Regions from separate parts of the Triticum aestivum genome. Here region 1 is linked to region 2. A link is a contact called in public HiCAR-type data. All regions are on one chromosome and are shown on one strand. Each heading gives the region's core, a stretch centred on a gene start, on an enhancer-like site or on the middle of the called end of the contact. The rest is flanking DNA. Distances are from core to core; before and after follow the strand shown. Region 1 holds the start of LOC123138489 (isoleucine--tRNA ligase, chloroplastic/mitochondrial). Region 2 holds the start of LOC123138487 (serine/threonine-protein kinase RIPK).

Evidence for each region. HiCAR-type assays count read pairs that join an accessible place to other places.
Region 1: a HiCAR-type map of leaf shows a contact between it and region 2, with 6 times the contacts expected there. The contact joins the promoter of LOC123138489 here to the promoter of LOC123138487 in region 2. A contact is called at or near these places in 1 of 5 Hi-C or Micro-C datasets (leaf) and 1 of 1 datasets of contacts at active chromatin or transcription factors (leaf).

What each region holds. Positions count from the first base shown.
Region 1 is chr6B:649,483,968-649,486,981 of IWGSC CS RefSeq v2.1, forward strand. It overlaps LOC123138489 (isoleucine--tRNA ligase, chloroplastic/mitochondrial), which reads left to right and starts at 1,304. Exons shown (of 22, transcript XM_044558466.1): 1 at 1,304-1,564; 2 at 1,639-1,807; 3 at 2,884-3,014. The coding sequence starts at 1,541.
Region 2 is chr6B:649,185,325-649,188,144 of IWGSC CS RefSeq v2.1, forward strand. LOC123138487 (serine/threonine-protein kinase RIPK) reads right to left here and starts at 1,291. Exons shown (of 3, transcript XM_044558465.1): 1 at 605-1,291; 2 at 377-513. The coding sequence starts at 1,166.

The DNA.
Region 1 (3,014 bases), core at 54-2,553, 300 kb after region 2:
TGCGTCCAAACGGATTCGTAAGTTTGAGGGTTCCATTAGAGATGCATTGACACCCAACAAATCTCAAGTCTCACACGTCCTTAACCTCAAGAGAGCAACTGGACACACCATGGACACCTACATTGACTTGTTTGTAGGATATCCTTCTGCTAGACATGTCACACTACTTGTACGTATGTGCAACATGAGCTCCATCAGTTCCGAGGGCGACGTGGTGTAGTTTAGCGTTCTCGATATGCCGTGCTAGGACCAAGCCGCAGTTTTCTTTTTACCGAATTGACTTATAATTTACTTCTACCGTAGCAGAACATATGCTAGTAACTAATTCTGACAAGTTTGAATTTGCGTGGAGCCTGCGTAATGCTAATTCCTACTCTCGTGATGCATTGCAGAAGTATATAACAGGACACTTGGCACGCAAGTAAGTGTTTTTCTATATATAGTAACAGGGTACAAGGTAAAAGTCTTTCCACTGATTTGAGAGATTGAAACCTTGACCGAACATCCAGCTCGTGAGGAAGATGGCTCCGGTTTCAGGTAAAAATTCTCTGGCGTTCTGTTTCCTCCCGTCTCAGTGATCCATTCCCACATCACATACTCTACTACTACCTTCGATTTAGTTCATCATTAGTGACACTTCGTGCCTCGCCATGTTCCCAATAAAGTAAAGTAAGGGGGTATTTGTTTCCAGGGATTTTTTGGTGTAGGGACTAGAAAAAGTCCCTAGCAAACCAAACAGGATGGGACTTTTTTGGGACTTTTTGTTAAAAATCCTTAGAAACACCTCCTTGAGAGTCTTTTTCAAAAAGTCCCAGGAACTAGAAAAAGTCCTAGAACTAGAGAAACAAACACCACCTAAAGAGTTACGGGTCCAGCGCGCCGCCATGAACATGCATGGAGATTGGCCATAGCAAACGTGAAGCAGAATCTCTTTTAAACCATGAGTGAATGAGAGGTCCCGGTTTTGAAACTTCAAAACCTTTTTAATTTCTGTTTGGGGGTAGCAAAGTTCTGTTTTAACCGACTTAAGTTGTGCATGAGCCAGCCTATGCTGCTTCTTGTTTGTACTGTATGTATTTCTTTGAGAGGTTCTTCTTGCTCTTCTCCAGACTGCTGCCTTCTCAAAAAAACAAAACTATTTTCTAGTGAAAAAAAAACTATTCGCAGCCTGTCCATTTACTGGGCCGAGTGGACCTTTACAGCGCGGCCTAGCCCAGTACCTCCCTCCTCACAAAGTGGCCCAACAACCATGATGACGCCCTCTCCTCACGAACGAATGGCCCAACCATGAGGGGCCCACACTGCAGCCTCACCGGCCTCCGCGAACGAGCCAACCCCCTCCACGCCGCTCTTCTCCGGTTCAGGCTCTCCCCTCCTCCCCTCTCCCCTCTCTCGCCAATCCCCTTATCCCCCGATGCCGCCATTGTCGCGCCCATAGCAGAACCCACCTCGCCGTCGACCGGCCGGGCGGGGGCCTCTACCCTACGGAACCAGTGCGAGCTCGCCAGCTCGCTCGCTCGTCTCGCGGCGCCGGCGTCGGATGGACGCCGCCTCCTGCTGTCGCGTAAGCGCGCCCCCCCTTCCTTGTACCGCCGAACCTCCTAGAGGCACTCCTCACGAACCCCCGCTCTTCCGCAGGTCTTCTCGACGCAGAGATGCCGCTTCCCGCTGCGCAGGCTGGGGGCGGCGCCGGTGGCGGCGCGGCGGCCGTTCAGCAGCGAGCTGAGCAAGCTCTTCGCCCCGTCGTCGTCGGCCTCGAAGCGCCGGTCCCGGGGGCCCGTCATGGCCGCGAAGAAGGCCGCGGAGGGTGAGCCGTCTCTTGCTCGCGTCATTAGGGGGTTCAGGGTGGGGGTTTTCGGTTAGGGGAATCGGTGACCATCTGTTTGGTGTTGCAATGGGGCGTCGGTTTTTTGAGGTGGAGTGCTCGCGAGTTGCATTCGGTGCTAAGGACTAGGGACACAAGCAGTAGTAGGATTAGACGAATGAGTTTGAGTGCAGTTTCCTGAGCTTCGGATCGATTGCTGATGAGGGTTTTGAGTGAAATTTGCCCGTAGTCGGAACTGACGGGGTGTTCACTTGATGGATGCGTGTAACTCGAGCTTAATCTAGTCGATTTAGCTTGATAGATGTTGCTCTTTGATAAACGTCATTCTTGTTCGTGCTCATTATGCATGCTGGGTCATTTCATTGTCATTAGGTCATCATGTATGCAATTTTTATTTAATAATGTGTCTATGCCTTCATCACAATTTGTCACCATGTTCTCTTTTTGGTCTGTACAAGACTTCCATCAATATAAGCTTTTTGCATCTGGTGTCTCGGTATCAAAGCAATCTTGGTTTTCATTTTGTGAATAACTAGAAGAACACGGCGAACTTATTTTAGATGTTGGATGGTGGAAGCAGTGCTCAAACGGTGGTGATTGTGCTTGTGATGATGCAAGTCTATTGAGATTATATGCTATATATACCCAGAATATGGGAATTTGATGATTTAAGGAATAATTTTGCTATTCTTAGAAGTTCAGAGTTAAAAGCTAGAAAAACAATCCATGTTTAATATACCTGAGTGCAGTCATAGAGATAAAAGTACCTTCCATTGAGTCACAGTAAGACACCTCATTACTCGCATGTGTTTAAACCTACTGATCTTAATGGTATATAGGTAGTCTTTTTTTGCGGGAAACAGTATAGGTAGTCTGATTTGGCATGTTTCAAAATGAAAATCTCTTAATGATATAAGTGTTTTGATCTGGAACATTTGAAATTGAAATTAGCAGTTAATCGATGTTTGACAGGTTGAGTCTCGTTTTAGTCATTGGTCCTCCTTGGGGTATTAGAACACAGAGGTACCTGGAACTGATAGCTTGTCGGTTTTTCCTAGGTGCGAAACAAGAAGATGGGAAATACAAGCACACGGTGGATCTCCCAAAGACGAGTTTTGGCTTGAGAGCAAACTCTGTTATGCGCGAACCAGAGCTCCAGAAGTTGTGGGAGGAGAACCAGGTGCTGAAG
Region 2 (2,820 bases), core at 41-2,540:
AGACAATTCAACCGGGAAAAAAGATTACTGGTTCCACGCATATTCAAATTGTGGTTGTTAGTGGCTAACAGTAATTAAGTACTACCAATAGAGATTAAGTCCATGGCTTTGCCCGTTCAACGGATCAAAGTCTCCGAGACATCATCATTAGAGAAATATAAACCGACAGAGATCGGCCAACTAGCAGGTTTTAAAACGTGCTGGCACGTACGCGCGCAGAAATGGGATACGGAGACGGTCGTCATATCAAATCGTATATGCTGGGGGGCGCCGACGAACTAGTCGTGCGTGCGTGTACACGGGAAATGGAGGTATGAACGTGAACGGGATATGATATGCCCGCCGGAGTTGGTAGGGATGGCGGAGTGCTACTCACCGATTCGAGCAGGATGTTGGAGGCCTTGAAGTCCCTGTAGATGACCGGCGTCTCCGCCTCGTGCAGGAACGCCAGCCCCTTGGCCGCCCCCACCGCGATCTTCAGCCTCGTCGCCCACGGCAAGCTCGCCAGCAGATCTGCAAAACCATCCCAGATCAGTAACCATGTCGGCGTGATCAATCATCGAAGAATTGTGTGGTGCGTGCGTGAATGGATGCTGGCGCTTACTCTTGAAGAGGTGGTGCTCGAGGCTGCCCCGGGCCATGTACTCGTAGACGAGCATGCGGTGGTGCTCCTGGTAGCAGTAGCCGACGAGCTTCACCAGGTGCGGGTGGCTGAGCTGCATGCCGAGGTAGACCACCTCGGCGAGCCACTCGCGGTGGCCCTGCGGGCCCTCGGCGTCCAGGTACTTGACGGCCACGTGCTGCGGCTGCATCCCCGGCACCACCTTGTCGTCGAGGAAGCCCTTGTAGACCGGCCCGAACCCGCCCTCCCCGATGAAGTGGCTGCCGGAGAAGTTGCGCGTGGCGGCCCGCAGCTCGGCGACGGTGAACGCGTGCATCCCCGACGAGGCCAGCGTGCGGGACAGGTCGTCGAAGGAGAGCGTCCGCAGCCGCGCCGTCGCGCTCGGCGCCCGCCGCATCGACTTCTTCTTGCCCTTCCTGGTGGGCGGCCTCGACGGCGCCGTGGCCTTGGCCGTGGCCGTGGTCGCCTCGTCGCCGTCCGCCACCGCCGCCGGGTCCGTGGCGCCGCCGCGCGGGTGGAAGCAGCCCATCAGGAACGCCCTCATGGTGCCGATGGAGGTCGAGTGGTTCCTTCCTTGGCGATCGAGTGAAACGAACTGATTCCTTTCGTTCTTGGAATGGGGATCGGGAATGGAATGGATGACGGGTTGACAAGATGGGTCGAGGTGCGGTGTGGAGGGTGGGTGGGGCGCGTGCGCGTATATATAGCGAGGTGCTGGGTTGGTCGGATGGCGCCATGGATGGATCGGGTCGTGGTCACGGGGGAGGTAGCCCAGGCGGAGGCGCGGGCGGGTGTAAACGGAACGGTCCGATGGTTTGACCTGGCCGGAGCAACGCGGCGCGGTAAAACGAATCTGCGTGGTTTGCGCGGCCGGTGACGTTGATGATAGGTTGATGGTGATTTTGCTCCGGCGAGTTGGGCATTGTGTGCCGGCTTGGGTTAAAGGTGAATGCGACTAGCTCGCTAGCTGTAGGAAAAAATGATCCGGAATGCAGCTGGCTGCTGGCCGGCGCCTGACGTGTGTACGTATGACAATGACGCGTGTGGACTCTAGCTCATGTAGTACTTGTCTGTGCAAGTATACTGTAGCTCATGTAGTACTTGTCTGTGCAAGTATACTGCAGTTTCGTGGTCGAAATATGTACAACCGGCCAGTACTATGACAAGGATATGGATGTACGTACGTACGTGTCGCGCTGTGATGCACACTGTAGCCAATTTTACCACCTGCTACTATTGTTTTGCTGGTAGCATTTCTTTTCCATCACTGCATCTTCGGATGGCTGGTGAGGTAACTGGCAACGTCAGTTCAACGGAGCAGTTGAGGAACGAATACATTTAGCTAGCATTTGAGATGGAGAAATTAACAGTTTAATACGAGTACTTTGAGGATGATGATGATGGAAGAAGCTGCCCGCGTTGTTACGTGTCGCTGTCAGGGTGCGCGCGGGTGGGAACTCTCGCGGGTGCCTCTCGCTTTTGGAAAGGAAGCGTTTGGCCGGCTACATACGAGTACTATGCTAAGGTGTTTTGCTATGGTAGCTATAGCTCTGCTCTGCATCCTCGTCTCATGGCCATTGTAAGATGGCGACGCACCCACCCACCATTCTCAAGAGGCTTCTCTCACTGACGTCTGACAAGACCAGTTCGCGCCCGCGTACGTCCGTACGTAGGAACGCTTCTGCTCTTAATTAATTCTCAACGACTACCGGGATTCACTTTGGCTCCTGGGTGCATATCCTCCCTAATAAACAGTAAATTCAAAATAAATAGTAAATAAAATTAAAAAAATTCTGATTTTTTTCACAGATGTTCTTGTTAGTGCAACAAATGTGATTGCTAATTTTCATGCGAAATGGGATGACGGTGCTTCGTCGGTGAAAAAAACAAAAATAAGTGTAATATTTGGAGGTAATATTTATCGTTCGACTTGATTTTTTGTTTGCACAGATCAAAATACTTAAGCTTTCCTACTAAAAATTTACAGGTAGCGTTTCTGGTGTGACAATGATCACATGATCACATCTATTTTTTTTCAAAACTTTTTGACATTTGAAAATTAACATTTTTGACGGGCTCCCAAGAGCCGAATTGGATTTTCGTTAAAGTTGTAAATGCTAAAATTGAGATACTTGTTTTGGGGATGGAGAAAGTAGTGTGTATGGTTCTGTTGAAACTTGGCTGTCCTAGGTTCAACT